Regions from separate parts of the Anas platyrhynchos genome. Here region 2 is linked to region 1. The links are chromatin contacts, called in public Hi-C maps. All regions are on one chromosome and are shown on one strand. Each heading gives the region's core, a stretch centred on a gene start, on an enhancer-like site or on the middle of the called end of the contact. The rest is flanking DNA. Distances are from core to core; before and after follow the strand shown.

Region 1 (4,687 bases), core at 1,275-3,774:
AGTGTCTATTTTCATTTAGATTCAGGGAGCTCCTTGATTTCCAAAATGTATTTTGCTGTTGTCCATTCCTTTCCTGTTAATTTCTGGAAATAGTTACTCCTTATCACTGTGTTTTCTGTAAGCCACATAAAAGCACGAGGGCAAATCATGCTTTAAAACATCCCAGAGTATAATTTACCAAGGAAAATGAGATAACTGAAATTCACCTGAGAACAGGCTGAGCCCCATGCTTTTTGCCTGTCACTGAGCCAGTGTGGCAGGGAGGGAGCAAGGAAAGATTCCATATTATGAATAGGCATGGTTGCACACTTCTGAAACTCTGCTATTTTGTTCTTTTGCATAGGTCTCAGGGGAGCCATGGCCTTCGCTCTGGCCATACGAGATACTGCTACCTACTCGCACCAAATGATGTTCTCAACAACCCTCCTCATAGTCTTTTTCACTGTGTGGATTGTTGGTGGAGGTACAACTCCCATGCTGTCATGGCTGAACATCAGGTCAGTATGCAAATGTATGCTGGGGAAAACTCCCTTTTCAGGTGGCAACTTGAGAAGTCCTACAGAATTTGTTTGATGCTTGCTAGAGCTGTTCTGGGTGTTTAGAACGCTCTCTTATATAGAGGAAGATGTTAGTGCAGGCAGGTAAAGAAAATGCACAGGCTGCTGCCGGGATTCAGCTCCCTGATGCTCTGTGATTAGGTACCTGATCCTTGTCAACCCTGTAGGATAGGGGATAGCATTGCAGGATAGTAGCCCCTGTACTGAAAAGAAAGAATTAGCCTATCTAGTACCATATCAACTTCTTGTCCTATTAGTCATTTCCCTGTCTTCTGGCTCTAGGTAATGACCCTATTCTATTTATTGAGTTAGATGGAGCCTTTAGTGCTAAAAATGCACTTAAGTTTCTTTGGATAAATGTTTTGATGACCTTACAACTGTGGTAAATGGGAACCTGCTAGTCTTTCCAGTGTGTTTCTTCTGTTTTGACGAGACCTGTGAAAATGGTGAGCAGCATGAGTATAGCCACTTGGCTTTAAATCTGGGCCAATACTTAGTACTGTAGGGCTGCAAGTATATTCATGTTTGAGGCTGCTTATCAACAGAAGTCCTAGAGAATCAAGAATCCCTCATTGTTAAAGACTACGTATGTTTTTCATTCTGTGAAAGCTTTGGCTGTTGTGGGGAGGGAGGGTAAATAGAGTGGAATTAATGCAAGCACGCTGTACAAATACTCCAGTGCATTTTTTCGTATGTAAATTATGCATGCTGTTTGGTCCTTGAAAGCATACTTTGTCTCACATTCTAGTTGTGCTGATCAGAATTTGTCTACTATTGTTTTTTCCTATCCTAGCATGATACAATCTTGCTAAAGATTGTATCTTGCTAAAGATTGTATCATGCTAGGATAAAGAAAACAGTTTCAGTCTTTGGAAGAATTAACCATTCTCAAGGTGTATTGCTGTTTTTTGGAAGTCTTCAGTAAATTTCTTGTGGCGATAGGTAGCAGGTGCTTTCTAGGTTGGAAAAAAAAAAAAAAGGATGGCTAGGATGCTCAGAAATGCCTGAGACTCCTATTATTGGAAGTAGATAAAGCTAAAATGTCTGATAAAACAATGTCAACAGCAAATTTTGGAGTTACAGGATGAGCTTATCAAAACCGTGTTGTCAGACTGACTGGCTGACATCCTGTCAATATGGATATACACTTGAGCAGAGCTGAACCACTCTGTGCCAAGAACATAGCACGTGTATCTGATGTCAAATGCCTCCAGCCCGAGAGAGGTACTAGAGCTGAAATATGGTAAATCACTGCTGTAACAGCACACATTGGAAAATTCTGGTTTCTTTTTTCTTGTGCCACACAAATCAATTTTTGTACTTTACAACTGTGTTTCAATGCAAGTTCCAGAGATATAGAGATATATAAGGAACAACTGTACTTACACACCTCATCAAGCCAAGCAGCCAGAGTGTCTGTATAACCAGCAGTGTACATAGGCTCTCTGGAGAATGGGGTATGAAGGAGCAGGGGATGAGTTCTGGTATGTGCTGTGCAGGTAAGAAGTCTGCCAAGATCTGCCTGCAGCTTTTCGTTGGCTGAGGTGAAATTCAACCACTACCTCTGCCACGAGGCTCCTTCAGTCATCTGCAGTAGGACAGGACTGAATTCTGGCGTGTCCTAGCTCCTGGCCAACTGGAAACTAGTGGAAGTAACTTGCTGTTTTTTATTTTTTTTTTTTATGCAGTCTAGCCCAGTAAACAGTTTGTGGAAGCATCTAAGAAGCTGCACTTACTCCTTTAACAGGTCTAGTTGGGCTCAATAATGAGATTCCATGGGCCTGGTTCATGAGCTGTCCCATTAAGAGAAGGATATCATGTAGAAGAGGGAACTCTACATAAGAAGTATTTGAGATAATTCTTTGGGTCTGCACACAGTTGCCCTGATGGGCACTGCTGTGTTGGTCAGTGAGGCTGCACTTTTTAGGGTCGAATTCAAATGTGTACCAGGAGGTGGCAGCCGTGTGCAGCTGATGAGTTAGGAACTTATTTCTGGTAAAGTAGAGTCTGAGACAAAACCCTTTTCTGCAGGAGATCAACACCTGTCTGACCTTACAGAGAGAAGACAGGGACAGATTAGTTTCCAGCTGAATTTTGGAAGTGTGCTGCTTTCCTCCATTCCTTTGCAGGCAGTGGAGGAGGTCGGCAGGAGGAGATGAAGATGCTCCTCTGTCTCAGTGCCTCAGGCAGCTGCAGTGCACGCTGCTGACACAGCACTTTTTTTGGATGCTTTCTGAGCCCTGGCACTTACCCATTAGATTGCACCGCAAGAGGCTGGAAATAAGTGCTGCTTCTCTATAGCGCCATTTAGCAGAAGGGAGAATAAAAGATAGAAGGCTGGTTGTTTCCTGGAGTAAGTGACTGAAGGGAAATAGGAAACTAACGCCATTTGTGTGTTGCATTTAAACGTTAGGGCTTGTGTGGGCTCTCACAAGTCCAGCTCTCGTGTGAAGCTTACAGCAGTTACTGGGGAGCGAAGGAAGGCATAAACAGGAAGGGATCTTATTTAAGGTTAGTCTGCACAATTTAAGTAGAACAGTACCGGAGAGCTGACTCCAGCCACGACTTTCAGCCTGGCTTGGTACTACTACATCCATAGTCTGTGTACGTGGGGCAGTGCCTTTGCAAGGACCCCGAATTGCTTTGCTGGGGCTCAGAGGCAAAGGCAAGTGCCTATTAATTGCATAATGGTTGTATGCATGCTTGGGTCTTCTGACCAGTGTCCAGTGCTCAGGATTAAAAGGTACAACCAAGCAAAGGACCTACAGTTTGCAGTGGAGACTTAGTTTGAGTTTACTGCTGAACTGGTTGGGAAAGTGACACTGTGGCATCAAAATCCAAGCAAAAAGAATGAGATCTTCAGATGCTGATGGTTTCTGCCACTTAATGCTAAGCAAGCTTAAAAGTTGACACCAGAAATTAGTGTTAAAGCCATGATGTCATATATTTGAACTTGCTGGCTGTCTTGGCTGTGAAACATTCATGTATGTGAATCATAAATGGTAATTTTTTCTAGCAGTAGATTTGCTTTTTTTTGTAGAAATTAAAGCATTACTTGAATTTTACAAATGAAAGTCTTCCTTTGAGACTAAAATGATGAAACAATTTCCTGCATGAAGCTTTAATGCTTTCAGCAAATTAGCCCTATAAATCAGAACTACTGGCAAAGTTCCTCTTTTCTGAAAAGTAGCTGACTTGTTTCATTTATTTGTCACAGGAAGGAAAACAAAAAAAAGAGGAGCTTCTAGCATTTGCACTGAAAAATATTTGCCACTTTTCATTAGGGTTTGACCTGTTTTTTTTCCATTTTGAATGAAGCAGCAGGTAAATTAGTGCCTGTTCTCCATCATAAGCTGCTTCAAGTGTTTGTGTATTTTAATAAAGTAATTTCAATTATGCTAATCAGTCTTTCTAAATCTTAAACGTGAGAATAGTATCTTTTGATTTAATATAGTTTTGTTATCTTTCGGGAGAAAAGTTAAAGGTTGCCTGAATGATGATAACTTAAATTTTTATCACTTTCTATATGACTTTGCAATTATAATCTTCTTAGCTTTTTATCTAGTGTTTTTTCCTCATTAAGCAAACTGAAAAAAAATAATCTGGAAATACTGAAACTCATACAGGTAGATAGTTCACATAGCAGCTCTCTGGGGTGATAGTAAAACAGCTTGATGTCAGTCTCAGGTTATATTATATTAAATCATCCAGGGTGGCCCAGCTATTAGTTGCTGGGTAAAATGTGCATTCCTTAAATACTGTGCCTCCGTGCGCTGCAATGACAAGAAGTGAGTGTTGATGCCAGAATCCAACCTTGTTATATCCAGGGCTGGTGTGGGGAATGTTTGATCAGAGGTCATATCCTTCTCTTTTGCTGCCTGTTTCCACTTTTTCTGCAATTTACATCTTTCATTTGGTTTATCATTTTCTAAGCCTGACTTCTTTTGCTTTCTTTTGCCCACGCAGCAGGCACTGTGCCTTTCCCCTCATTGTGGGCTTTTTTATTTTGCCATATCTTTCTGCACTGTTTTCTCCAGTATTCTTCTCACATTTGGTTTCTCCTCTTCTCTTGCCTCCAACCTCTAATTTCTTGTCATGAATCTCTTAATGGAGGTGCAGGACAGCCTTCA
Region 2 (4,687 bases), core at 1,534-4,033, 38 kb after region 1:
CATCTGAAAACCCAAAATGAAACTTAGAGTTTTTTTTTCTTCTCATTTTTCTCTCTCCCCCCCCCCCCCTTAAATACAAACTTTTATTTGGGAGCTTCTTCTTACGCCAAGATGAATTTGCTCAGCCCCGTTAGGAAGCATTTGCTTTTGTCTAAGCACACGCGTGACCAGCTGAGAGGATGTTATTGTTCGGAAGGGATGTGAGCAGGGGAACCTGCGCACAGCACAATGTATCAGTCAGGAAGTTAGGGAAGAAAAGTGATTCACTCATCCAGTTGAGGAAACAAAATGGAAATACCAAGAGTTCACCTTCCAGCTACAGTTATCTCTACGGGTGTCCGCAAAAGACATGTTAGCCACCTGTATTGCACGTGAATATCACTACAGGAATGTATTAAAATACCCAACTTTACAAAAGGGTTACGGATTTCTTTAGAAAAGTTACAATTTAAGGAACAAACATGTCCAAAACACTTAAGCATCCAAACACTTTCCCTGCTCCTACAACCAAATACCCGAGTGCTCCAAGGGACAGAGGGGAACTGCAACGAGGAACGGGAAGGAGACGAAGCCACCCACACAGACAGCGCTCACACAGGCTCAGCAAGCACCAACACCAAGGCGTCCTCCCTCGGCGGAACGTCCTCCCGTGGCGTGAGACTCTGGCAGTCGGGCCGTGCATAAACGCCACGAATTTCACAGAAGCCTCCTTTAAGTGTTTTAATAGCAATACAGTGGGACACAACGTGTTTTCATGCTCTGGAAGGGGTGATCCTCTTACGTTAATAACTTTTGAGTCCTCTGATTCCTTACTGAGAGCTGTTGTCCGGGGGATTTTTAAAGTTTAACACAGCATTCTTGTTTTCTTTTTACACAACCCCCACTCTTGGCATGGGGTCACAGTTTCACATCTAGGGGGCCTCAGAGTCCGGCACTGTGCCCCGAGGGCATCTCTCACCAAACACCTCAAGAACGTGTCCCCTCCATCGTCACCTCGGCAGCCGCTCTCCCTGGCCTCTTGGCACCCAGCGGGCGCTCAAACCTCCCTCCCTCTGTGTGCCAACGCCAAGGCCAATGCCAACGTGTTCACCGATGCCAATGTGTCCTTCAACGCCAATGTCAATGCCAACATGTCCACCAACACCAACATGTCCACCAACGCCAACATGTCCACCAATGCCAACATGTCCACCAACGCCAAGGCGGAGGCCCATGAGGCCACTGTTTCCCTGTCTCAGACAGGCCCCCATGCCACGGGGTGTCCTGGCGTTGGTCCCGGGGCCGCTACCGCCCGTCGTCGGGGCTGAGCGGGTAGGCCAGCAGGCTCATGGCCTCGCTGCACGCCGCCTCCACCTGCCGCACCTGCTGGCGGCTGAGGCGCTCCCGCCACGCGTGGACGGCCTCTCGGGCGTCGCGGGCGGAGATGAGGAAGGGCCGCTCGGAGGAGTACGCCTCGCCGCGGGTCATGTTGACCACGAAGGCCTCCATGGCGGGGGGCACGGGCAGCCCGGCGAAGCGCAGCAGGCGCCGCAGCTGGGCGCGGGGCTCCCGCACCAGGTCCTCGTAGCGCAGCTGCGTGTAGCGGTGCCGCAGCCCCGACGGGGCGCGTCGTGCCAGCAGCAGGTCGCGCAGCCAGGCCTGGCAGATCACCTCCAGCGCTCCGCCAAGGAAGAACTCGGCTCGGTGCTGCGGTGGCGGTGCCCGACCCGCGCCCAGCAGCCCGGGGGGCAGCGGGCCAGGGGGTCCTCTTGGCCGAGGCGCTCCCCGAGGCTCGGCGCGGTGTCGGCTGCGCAGCACCTGGATGCTCTCCCGCAGCAGCGCCTGCTTGGCCTTCAGGCGCGAGTTGTGGACGGCGCGGGGGTCTCGGAAGAGCTGCACCACGCGCAGGTTGAGGCCGGGCTCGCTGAGCAGCGGCAGGAGGGCGCCCAGCTCCAGCAGCCGCACGTCCTTGATGACCACCACCGGGTACTTGCGGCACTCGGCCTCCAGCTCCCGCAGCGCCCGCGGCGGGCAGCGCTGCTCGCAGGCGGCGCCGTCGATCAGCCCCACCTCGGCGCGGGGCCGCGGGGCGGCGGGGCAGAGCGGGGCCGAGCAGATCACCTTGTTGGTGCGCCAGCCGAAGATGCCGGCCGTGGTCAGGTTGGGGGAGCCGGGGGCCAGCGGGTCGCGGGGCCCGGCCGGGGCGGCGTAGAGGCGCAGCACGGAGAAGTCGCAGCGGAAGAGGGAGCGCAGCATGTCCCGCAGGGCGCCCTGCAGGCTGAGCGCGTCTCCCGGGTACAGAGCCTGCCACAGGTGCCACATGGGCTCGTAGAGGTAGAAGACGTCGGGGTGCTGGTTGAACAGCTCCCCCACGAAGGACGAGCCCGTGCGCCAGGTGGCGTGCAGGTAGATGTGCCGCTTGCCCGCCGCCGCCCCGGTGCCGTTCCCCGCCGCCCCTCCGCCGCCTTCCTCCTCGCCCTCCTCCTCCTCCTCGTCCTCCTCGTCGCCCGTGGGCGCCGGGCGCTGCTCCCAGCCCCACTCGCTCAGCGCCTCCTCCAGGCTGGGGCAGCGCCGCAGCAGCGGCTCCTCGTCCCCCCGCGCCCTCCTGGCCCCGTAGTCCAGCGCGTAGGGCACCAGCAGCAGCAGCAGCAGCGTGTAGAGCCCCAGCACCACGGCCAGGCGCCGCGGCTCCCCCCGCCAGCACCAGCACCACCGCCGCCGCCGGCCCTTCATGGCTGGGGGGCGGCCCCGGCCCGGCCCGGCTCGGCTCGGCTCGGCGGGGAGGGGAAGGCGGCGAAGTTAGCGGCGGGGGTGTGGGCTGCGGGCGGCCCTCCCCGCCGGGAGCACGCCCACGGGCACCGCCGCCTCCTCCTCCTCCTCCTCCTCCTCCTGCTCTTCCTCCTCCTCCTCCTCCTCCTCCCCGCGGAAGCGGCCGCACCTGCCCCGCCGCAGGGCCGGGGGCTCCGGGGGTGCGGGGCCGGGTCCCGACGTCTCCCGGCGCTGCGGGGAATGAAGGCGGCGAGGAGAGGTGCGGGTGTGTCTGCAGGCTGCGGGGGGTTTGGGGCGGGCTGCAGGAGGGGAGCTGCTGGGGCTGTCCCCCGGGGTTTGGGTTTTGGGGGCTGGGGGTGGGCAGCCCGCGAGTGAGGCGGGTCCTGCAGCCCGCACGCCCAGCACCTGATCCCCCTCTGACAGCCGCTCTCCTGGCTGACAACGGGAACAGTAACATCACCGACTCCGTCTTCAGCATCCGCTTTTTTAGGCTTTCCAGAATAAGTTAAATAAATCTCTTCATCTGAGCTGCGCAGCCAACAGGAGGTCGACCCCAGGTGCTTAAATACGAGCACACAGCCTCAACATCCAGCGCAGCCCCTGCCTGTCCTGGGGAGATGCTGACGGGACCAACACGGTGGGTCACGACCCCCTGTGCACCTGACAGAGAGGCGATGTCCCCGTCCTGCTGGCTGTGCTGCCCGTCCTAACCTCGAGGCAGCTCAGGAATCAACAGCTAAGCACAGCACTCAGAGAGAAATTCAGCCGGGATGACATGGTCCTCACCCGCAGCCGGTGCTGTCTTCGCCTGCAGAGCGGTCTGTGCGCTGCGTACCCACCTGTGCCATCACCTTCACCAACGATACCACACAAAACAGCAGGCAGAAATGACCCCCCAGTTATACAGCTTCTAAAAATGCTCCTATAGTGTAAGCGTATAGCTACGGAGTCTGCAACTGCTGTTGCATTTTTCTGCCTGAGTGAGTAGACGATAACCAATACCCTTATTTCGGATTTATTTGGTAGCAGAAGAGAAACACAGAGCGCCAGGAGAGAAAAAGAGCGGTCCTGCTCTGTCCAGGTGGTGAGCCAGCAGCCTGCCTGCTAACACTTTCTTTGACCTCTGTTAAGTACGTGTTAAAGACTTGGCTTCCTGCGGTTTATGGCGTGCTGAGTGAGGAGGTGAAGCCAAACAAGACTCCTGGACTCCTGAGCAGGAGAATGTAAAAACGATGGCATCTGAAAGGAAATCCCGTCCCAACATACAGTTCCCTGTGTACAGTCATTGTGGCTTTGGGCATTTTAAACAGTCAGATAAATCAGCCTGAGCTTCAGCTCCACCTTTGGTAAGGCCAGGATTTCATCTCGACCCTCCCACAACCAAAGGAGGCGGACAGAATAAAAACACACTTGCCAAAAATGGGTCATGGGCTTGCCAAAAAAACTTGACCTATACAAAGTAGATGCTTATCTAGTAGTTTGAGGAGGTACCTCCAGCATGGTTGACATCATGCATGATAATAATTTTGGAGGATTTACCAACTTACGCTTACTGGGACGGGATCCTGAGAAGTACAGAGGAGTGTGGTTATATGTGAGCTACTGGGGTTTTCCCTTTATATGACATTTCACAGGGTAAGACAAACGAGAAACCAATGAAATAAATATACGCATTTTTGGTTTTTTTTTTTTTTTTTTTTTTTTTTTTTCAGACAATGGGGCTACAAACTTCTATGGCTACTGTTCTGGAAAAGGCAGAAAACACAAATCACTTTACCACAGGCTGTTTTTACTGATAGAAAAACGTGGGAAGTTCTCGAAAGATTATCAAACCAAACAAGAACCACAGTAAATGTTTTGTTCTGCGCCTTCGCAGTGAGGCTCCTGTGCTGAAGTGGGATTAGCCTGTAAATGGTTGCTTTGGTTCTTTTGGGGTTGT

The links. A called contact is a pair of places that touch in the nucleus more often than the background predicts.
Region 2: a contact with region 1 is called in a Hi-C map of liver, with 2.7 times the contacts expected there. The contact joins the promoter of CHST7 here to the enhancer-like site in region 1. A contact is called at or near these places in 2 of 8 Hi-C or Micro-C datasets (liver and subcutaneous adipose tissue).

What each region holds. Positions count from the first base shown.
Region 1 is chr1:137,551,672-137,556,358 of IASCAAS_PekinDuck_T2T, forward strand. It overlaps SLC9A7 (solute carrier family 9 member A7), which reads left to right. Exons shown (of 17, transcript XM_027454186.3): 12 at 344-497. Among named protein-coding and RNA genes, the nearest start is that of CHST7, 39 kb to the right of the region's middle. Within about 2 kb of position 2,525, at least 1 of the 8 cell types and tissues checked has an H3K27ac peak or open chromatin away from gene starts, as enhancers often do. A contact at or near this core is called in subcutaneous adipose tissue, where this site is marked.
Region 2 is chr1:137,589,857-137,594,543 of IASCAAS_PekinDuck_T2T, forward strand. CHST7 (carbohydrate sulfotransferase 7) reads right to left here and starts at 2,784. Exons shown (of 1, transcript XM_027446944.3): 1 at 1-2,784. The coding sequence starts at 2,712. The coding sequence ends at 1,285. LOC106017632 (a long non-coding RNA gene) reads left to right here and starts at 3,014. Exons shown (of 2, transcript XR_003493079.3): 1 at 3,014-3,677; 2 at 3,775-4,431.